3 separate regions of the Mus musculus genome follow, and all the other regions are linked to region 1. A link is a contact called in public Hi-C data. All regions are on one chromosome and are shown on one strand. The core of a region is the stretch at or near the end of the contact, and the rest is flanking DNA. Distances in the headings are between cores, read along the strand shown. Region 1 overlaps Maml2 (mastermind like transcriptional coactivator 2). Region 2 overlaps Maml2 (mastermind like transcriptional coactivator 2). Region 3 overlaps Maml2 (mastermind like transcriptional coactivator 2).

The links. A called contact is a pair of places that touch in the nucleus more often than the background predicts.
Region 2: a contact with region 1 is called in a Hi-C map of bone marrow-derived macrophages, with 23 read pairs. The contact joins two enhancer-like sites. A contact is called at or near these places in 1 of 39 promoter capture datasets (embryonic stem cells), 2 of 484 Hi-C or Micro-C datasets (bone marrow-derived macrophages and pancreatic cancer cells), 16 of 115 datasets of contacts at active chromatin or transcription factors (the 230-238 cell line, bone marrow-derived macrophages, craniofacial prominence and 12 more) and 4 of 9 other capture datasets (adipose tissue, liver, macrophages and 1 more).
Region 3: a contact with region 1 is called in a Hi-C map of bone marrow-derived macrophages, with 19 read pairs. The contact joins two enhancer-like sites. A contact is called at or near these places in 6 of 484 Hi-C or Micro-C datasets (CD4 T cells, the HPC-7 cell line, bone marrow-derived macrophages and 2 more), 13 of 115 datasets of contacts at active chromatin or transcription factors (bone marrow-derived macrophages, craniofacial prominence, differentiating embryonic stem cells and 9 more) and 3 of 9 other capture datasets (adipose tissue, bone marrow-derived macrophages and liver).

The regions. Positions count from the first base shown.
Region 1 is chr9:13,313,429-13,315,957 of GRCm38.p6, forward strand. All of the region lies in intron 1 of Maml2 (mastermind like transcriptional coactivator 2), which reads left to right. Among named protein-coding and RNA genes, the nearest start is that of Maml2, 17 kb to the left of the region's middle. Within about 2 kb of position 1,268, at least 60 of the 459 cell types and tissues checked have an H3K27ac peak or open chromatin away from gene starts, as enhancers often do. A contact at or near this core is called in adipose tissue and bone marrow-derived macrophages, where this site is marked.
Region 2 is chr9:13,670,042-13,672,570 of GRCm38.p6, forward strand. The region is part of intron 2 of Maml2 (mastermind like transcriptional coactivator 2); the gene reads left to right. Among named protein-coding and RNA genes, the nearest start is that of Gm51666, 61 kb to the left of the region's middle. Within about 2 kb of position 1,265, at least 22 of the 459 cell types and tissues checked have an H3K27ac peak or open chromatin away from gene starts, as enhancers often do. A contact at or near this core is called in adipose tissue and bone marrow-derived macrophages, where this site is marked.
Region 3 is chr9:13,573,113-13,575,641 of GRCm38.p6, forward strand. All of the region lies in intron 1 of Maml2 (mastermind like transcriptional coactivator 2), which reads left to right. Among named protein-coding and RNA genes, the nearest start is that of Gm51666, 36 kb to the right of the region's middle. Within about 2 kb of position 1,264, at least 48 of the 459 cell types and tissues checked have an H3K27ac peak or open chromatin away from gene starts, as enhancers often do. A contact at or near this core is called in adipose tissue and bone marrow-derived macrophages, where this site is marked.

The DNA of each region.
Region 1 (2,529 bases), core at 18-2,517:
TCTTTAAGCTTTTCTCCTTCCTGTTAAGTCTTTTCTGAGTAATATCTTGGATGGGACTTAAAGGAAAGATCTGCAGCTCTTTGCTTAGAAGAAACTTTTGTATGCAATCAAATCCAAGTGGAGAATACATTTCTTTAAGTTGATGAATGTTTTCTTTTACCAGAAGAAAGTGGCAAGAATCATAATCGATGAGGTTTTTGATGGAGATAAAAATATGCTTTATTTATTTCAAGTTAAAGTTCCACCATGGTGTCAGACGTCTGACATGCATCACTCAGTGGATGTTGAACAATACTGGCAAATATACAAACACAAACTTTTGTGTCTGTGTGTGAATGCTTGCATATATATAAATATATATACATGTAGGTACATATGTGTCCACGTGTTGAGGCCAGAGGATGTATCTGCTGCGTTCCTCGGGTGTTATCTATCTTCTTTGCTTGTTTGTTGTGTGTCTGTTTGCTGTTTTGAAACATGGCCTTTCACTACCTGGAATTCTGGAATTCAGCAAGTATGCTAAGCTAGCTGGCCAGAGAGCCCCAGGGATGCGCCTATCTCTACTTCCCCAGTAACAGGATTCCAAACACATAGTACCTGCCCTTGCTTTTTGTATGTGAATTCTGGGGACTGAACTCAGGCCTTTGTGGCTGACTAAACTGACTGAGCAGCCTCACAAACATGTTGTTTGCTTGTGAGTCAAGGTCTCATGATGTAGTCCTGGCTATCCTGGAACTCACTATGTAGACAGGACTGACCTCAAACTCACAGAGATTCACTTCTGCTTCCCAAGTGCTGAGATTAAAGTTGGGCACCACTACTCCCAGCTTTTACAAGTATGAAAATTTGAGATCACAACCCCTTCTACCGTGTACTATGCATAGAGTGAGAAATATTGTTCTTCACCATGGCCTTCCAGTACAGCATGCTTATTTAAAATCACATTATATGTCTAATTTTTCAAGCACTATTCTAAATGTTTTTGAAGTATTAACTCATATCCCTGTACTTAAACCATGACATTATTCCCATTTGACAGATAGGGACTGAGTAGTGGTACAGTAAGAGTTTGAACTGTTGCTAGCTGCTAGAGTCCTATTACCTCTAACCAATGTCCCTTGCTGAGTGTAGAAGACACTCACGCAGGTGTCCTCAGACTCCAGCTCACGTCTGATCCAGGCCTGAGTTTTGAAGCAAGTACAACAAAGTATTTGCAATCCAGTGCTGATTAGACATGAAGAGTCATCTTAGCTGCAGATGCAGCTCAGTAGGAATGCCTAAGGCTATAGATCACTCTTTGAGTTGCCTGTCTCCTGTTTTCTAAGCCTCAGAAAGTGCTGGAACATGTAGTTCGTGAATGACAGATATGCTTTGGCTTGCATTCTGGGATAGGTTTCTACAGCCACCTGGAAGGCCTGTGGAGGTTTCTGAAATAAAACGTGTGCTCACTGGGAAGGAGAACGATGCTGAGTCATTATCCTCACTGGCCCCGTGGGCATGGCTGGTCTCTGGGATAGACTCTTTATGCTCAGGAACCAGCCATGGAGTATCTCCAGTGTGCATTCCAGATGGAATGTTAATTCTTGTGGAGGAATGGTTCCAGATCTGACTATGTTGTGAGGAGGCTACAGTCCATCTGGAAAACAAGTTTATGTTTAGAAATAAACTGCCTTTACCTTATAGATCCCTTACAGATATTGCGGCCTCTGTTCTGTAAGTGTGGTGTGGAGACTTCTTTCCCTACTTGCAACTAGATCACTCTCTCTAAAATCCTTACACATGAAAATCCTGCAGACACTGTCTCCGTGGTATAAATTCTGGAAGAGTTGTTCTTTGGATGGGAATGGCCACAGAAAGTGAGGAGATGGTGAGCATGAGGCCCAGAACATAAAAGCCATCCTTGGGGTTTTCTTTTGGGAATTAGATCTTGCTATAAGCTTCCATAACACTTCTCAGGAAATCTGTTGTTTCATCTAAATCCTGCCCTCGGCCCAGGAATGGAGAGGAAAAGACTGCAGTTCCCCAAGCACTCTTGTCAGGAGCTTTCTGTGCTAAGAGGCAGGAGACTTCGCTCCTTGACTTCATGTTCCTCTGCTGTGTGTTACAAGCATGTTCAGTGTGGGTCCGCTCCATGGTTTTGTCAGATTCCCAAAGTGCTCCAAGGCCTGAAGAACCTGAAGTCAAGGCTTGGGGTGAGAGGAAGAAGAATCCTAGGAATGCTGGAGTAGTGAGATTGTTGTCCAGAGCACAAGCTCCGGGAGAGCTCTTGAGTTGATTACTAGTCTGTGTTCTGCTCACTCCAGGCTCAGGAATCGGGGCTGAAATCAAATGTACCTTGTTTTGTGCCTGATTCCCTAACCCTGGGCCTTCTTGTCTGTTGTGTTATCTATCTGGGCACCATTGCCCTGTTTAGCTGTCCCCAGGTCTGCTTTTTTTCTGCAGGTTTCTTTCATTCTCTTCTGCAGGTGAGAGCCCTAGTAAACAGTCTCTTAGGCTTGGTTTCTAAGTGACCTCTCACATTTGCAGGCT
Region 2 (2,529 bases), core at 15-2,514, 360 kb after region 1:
TTCGGCGTGCACCCAAGAATCATGAACAGAACGCCTTGATGTAAAAACACTCTCACTCATGGTGAGAGTCTCCTAAAGCTATTGAAGATGGTTCAAGCAATTCAAAAAGGCAGATTTTTTTTTTTTTGGTTGTTTGAGACAGGGTTTCTCTGTATAGCTCAGGCTGTCATGGAACTCACTTTATAGACCAGGCTGGCCTCGAACTCAGAAATTCGCCTGCCTCTGCCTCCCGAGTGCTGGAATTAAAGGAGTGCGCCACCACGCCCAGATCAGACAATTCTTAGAATCTGCTTAACTAAGTCATTTAGGTACACAGTAGTCTCTGTTATTGCCCAGGGCAAATATTGAAGCCCAGGTAAACACCAGGAACAGAAGGAACTGGCCCTAAGATCAAACTGTGTGCAAGCTCTGCTCGCCTGGTATCAAGTATCAAAAATGATGTAAGGGATTCTGGGTGCCCGTGAAGAGTTTTACAGTCTTATTCCTATGACTTTTTCTGCTTTGCATGAAACCTTTTCATGTTAAATGAAAAGAAGCGCCAGTAAGGTAATGAAATAGCTTGTAAATAAACAGTTCAATTAAAAGATGTATTTGTGGAAGTTTTAAAACAAAACACATGCACACATGAGTACATATGTGCTCACGCACACAGGCACATGCACATATGCATGTGCACACATGAATGCACACACACACTAGTGAGTTCCAGGTGTTTGAACAACTGCCCCAGCAAGGCTATGGGAGTCAGACGCTCCACTCTTTGGAGCCAGTATGTCAGTCATCAAATAGAGAATAAAACCCTGGCTTCTAAAGTGGCCATTCTGTCATAGATCCAGCACCACCAATCCCCTGCCTCCAACTCCAGACTACCTAAAGCAATAGGGCATTTAAGGCCTTGAATTATTTGACTGTAATTATTACACTGAGTTCATAAATGCATCTAGTAAAGTAGATTCAGTGGTTATACTTAGTCTGATTTAAGAAGAAACAGCTCATAAGAAATATTGTTCTTCCCTGAAGAAATGAAAATTCACAGGAGGGGCAGGACTAAGAATAACATGGAAGCAAAGCTCTGCCTTAAACCCTTTGTAAAGCATGCTCTGTTCTTCTGCTTAACAAATGCAGCCTTCATCATCTTTGATTCTGGGAACAGTGTCAAGCCTAAGAAACAATTGGAAACCTGCAGTGCTGTAGCCTGTCCCCTGCTGGTGATTCTAACTGGGTCCAAATTAAGTATCTCCCTTCCAAGTGTTCTGAATAACACTCATGACAGAAGTTGGGACTCAGCCAGAAGAAGCCAGAGGCTGACACAACCCTGTGTCACCAGGGTTTCTAAGAGGTGGTCCAATTGTCTCTACTAGGACATAACTCTGCCCCCAGCTGTCCCTTCCTCTTCTTCTTCTGTTACAGCATCTGAAACAGAAGTTGCATAATCACAATCGCTGGGCCCTGGTTTCAAACCCCTTCTTGAGTACCAAGCTGGCTGAAGATCATGTCCCTGTAGGACTTGGAAACAGGGTCTCACTGTGAGGCCTGGCATGCCACCTGCCTGTCACATACTCTAAGTGAACATCACTACTCCCAACTTGAGACATGGTTAACCTGAGGGACTGTAACACACAGGAGGACTAAGGTAGACAGAGACCACGTCTGTACCTCAGGATACTGATGTGCAAAGATCTGAGTGATTTGACAGAAACTAAGCAACTGTTGTCGAGCACCTTGTCTGTGCCCAAGGCAGTCATTTTATTTAGTGAATATTTTTATAATTTTACCTGAGTGGTATGTATAATCTAAGAAAAATCACTAAGAACCATTTTGGTTATCAAAAATGTTAAGGAGTGAGTACTCGTCCCTTTCAGATCCCAGCTTGGCACAGTGATGGTCTTTCATGTCTCACAGTGAAGACACTGGTATCATATTTCTTTTCTTTTGCATAGCTTTGAAAACACTAATTAGCAGTTTCATTGAAAGTACAACATCCATGGATTCACAATCCAGTGTGAACAGGGACATGAGAATCCATCTCCTAGGCTTCTGGTGGGATGAGACACAGAAAGGAACATTTCACAAGTTTATATCTTCCTCAGTTATTAAGAGAGAGAAAGGGATTATCATGAAATAGAATGTGGAAGAAAAGGCAGACATGGTAATAGCATCCTTTCTTAGAAGACTTGACTTTCGTTTTTGTTTTTTTTTTAAGATTTATTTATTTATTATGTGTAAGTCACTGTAGCTGTCTCAGACACACTAGAAGAGGGAGTCAGATCTCATTAGGGATGGTTGTAAGCCATCATGTGGTTGCTGGGATTTGAACTCAGGACCTTCGGAAGAGCAGTCGGGTGCTCTTACCTGCTGAGCCATCTCACCAGCCCAAGACTTGACTTTTCAAATTTCACATAGGTTATCTTGCTAAGTAACCGTGATAACCCTAACCCGTGTCAACATTGTCTCCATGCCACAGAAACTGTCAGATCCAGAGCACAGCACACATTGGGATTATTCTTCATCTCTGATGACCTCTGTCCC
Region 3 (2,529 bases), core at 14-2,513, 260 kb after region 1:
CTCAGACATACCCACACACAGACACACATGTGCACATAATTAAAAATAAATGAACCATTTTTTAAAGAGACTAACAATACAATTTATACAAACCTGACTAAAGGAGTCAATGAATTCATAAATCATTTCCTGAGGCCACTATAAATTTGGGGTAGAGAAGAAAAGAACTGTTAAGTGTAAGAATTGTAAAAATAAATACATAAGGTCATACAGTCGACTTTTATTTCTCCATACTACAGTTCTCTGAGGACTGCTTACATCTTCTGCCATGGAAAATAAATCCATAAATAGACATTCTGAGATTTGAGAGTACCTGGGGATAATGATTTTACAGAACATTTTATAGGACAGAAAGTACTAAAAAAATATGGGTTGGTTTTGTAGTATGAATTCTGTCCTTCCTCTGGTTGTGAATATAAACAGTTATTGCAATAGTCTTTAAGTTTTATATTTACAATGAGGCAAAAACGAGCTGAAATTATATGATACTATAATGAATATGGTACTAAATCTTAAACACATTTTTTCTATGATTTTTTTTTTGAGACAGGGTCTTACTTTGAAGCCCAGGCTGAACTACAACATGCAGATTTCCTACAGACTTCAGTGTGATAGAATTCCTATCATACCTAGCTTTATACAAAGCAGTCTCGAACACTTCCAAACCTTCCCCCTCACAATGAGGTTAAGAGAATGGACTGGAAGTTCATGTGATTCAACAGTATATCATCAAACTGCCCACTCCAGTGGCAATCTTTCTCATCTCCATGAAAGTGTATAGTTTTAAAAACTCTTACACACCATGATTTCATCATGTTAGTCCCATTGATTTACTAAACGACTATGTGTTGTAGGGTTGAAAGTAACAAGAGACAGGTTATGCAGGTAACAGATGGAAGAGTCACAACCAGAGCCTACAAGTCCTGACTCCTAGACAAGTGTTCCTTTCACTGTGCCAGGCAGTTGAAAATTCTCAGCCTTATCAGATGCTTCTCATCGCTTCCCTTGAAAAAAACCACACAAGACAGCATGATGCTATCTGGCCTGTCACTGTCGATATCTCCATATGTGAGGGGGGAGGAGCAAAGAGAGAGAGAGAAATGTTTCTGCAGAGATTTCGATTTTGCAGAGATAGGATACAACTTGCTTCCCATCCAAAGATCTTGAGCAATTAACGAGACTATTGTCCACAAGTTGGTGCAGGGTTTAGCAATGAGATGGTAGCTGTTTGGCTGCTTCCCCTCTCACTCAAGGTCTCGAGGGACAAAACAGGAAACAGGGCCTTGTTCTGGCCAAAGCTGGATTCCTGTCCTGGCCCTGGACAGGCCATGTCTTCTCCAAGCTCCACTGCAGCTTGGTAAGAAGGCTAGTAACTACCACTTCGCCCAATTCTCAGACCTGCTTTAAGAGTTATTCCAGTGAAGGAATAACTGCATTTCTTGAAAATCATTTGTATCAAATGGCTCACGCATATACAGGGCTGTTACTAATGTGGTTAAGAGAGCACCAAGAACGATGGTTTAAAGGACTGCCTTCTGCTGAAAGCCACAAGGGCAGCCTTCGCTCCGAATTGTACTTTGCTTTTCCACACCAATCTCTAGAAGAAGAAGAAAAACGGTGACAGAGCTCCTCTGTTGTATTTGTTTTTCTTGTTTTTCTGAGGTAGGGTCTCATTCTGTAAAACAAGGCTGGCTTCCCCCCCCCCCCGAGGTGCCGGCATTAGAGGTGTGTGCCACCATGCACTTTAGGGGAAAGCATCACATTGCACAGGCTTGAGGAAGAGTGGAATGAACCGAGGCAACAGGCTGCCATAGTTACTTTCTTGTTGCTACAGAAAATACCCTGACAAAAACAACTGGAGGGAGGGAGATGTGGGTTATTTTCAGCTCCAGGGGACACTGTCTACCCTGGCAGGGAGGACAGGGCAGCTGGCAGCAGAGGTGCCAAGGTAGGAGTGAGAGGCTGGTTGGTCACCATGCATCCACACTCAGGAAGCAGAAGTGAATAGGAAGTGGAGCTGAGTTACGAGGCCTTTCCCCTGTGAGCCATTTCCTGCAGAGAAGCCCTGCCTCCTGAAGATTCCACAGCCTTCTCCGACACCACCACCAGCTGGAGAGCAAGTGTTCAAATATCTGAGCCTAGGGGTAAATTTCTCATCCAAAGCACTGCTTGAAACACACATAGTTTCTCTTAAAAATGTTTAGGGAAGAAACCTTCCTCTCCTGAGCCCATCACATGTCTGGGTACTGAGAGCCAGTTTATTATTCTGTGCTTACCGTTCACAGTGAAAATGACTAATATTCATCAGCTGCTAAGTACTGTGTTTCCTCTCCTAAAGTCAGGTACGTGGAAGGGAGCAGAGACTGTTAGTCAGCTTTCCATTGCTATAGCAAATAACTGAGCTGATCCAGTTTTTATTAAATAAGGGGTTTGAGATATTTTGGTCAGAATGGGAACTTTCATTCATATTGCAAGTGTACTGGGTGGTACTGCTAGACTGTGCACCTTGTGGTTGCAGAAGCAAAAGAG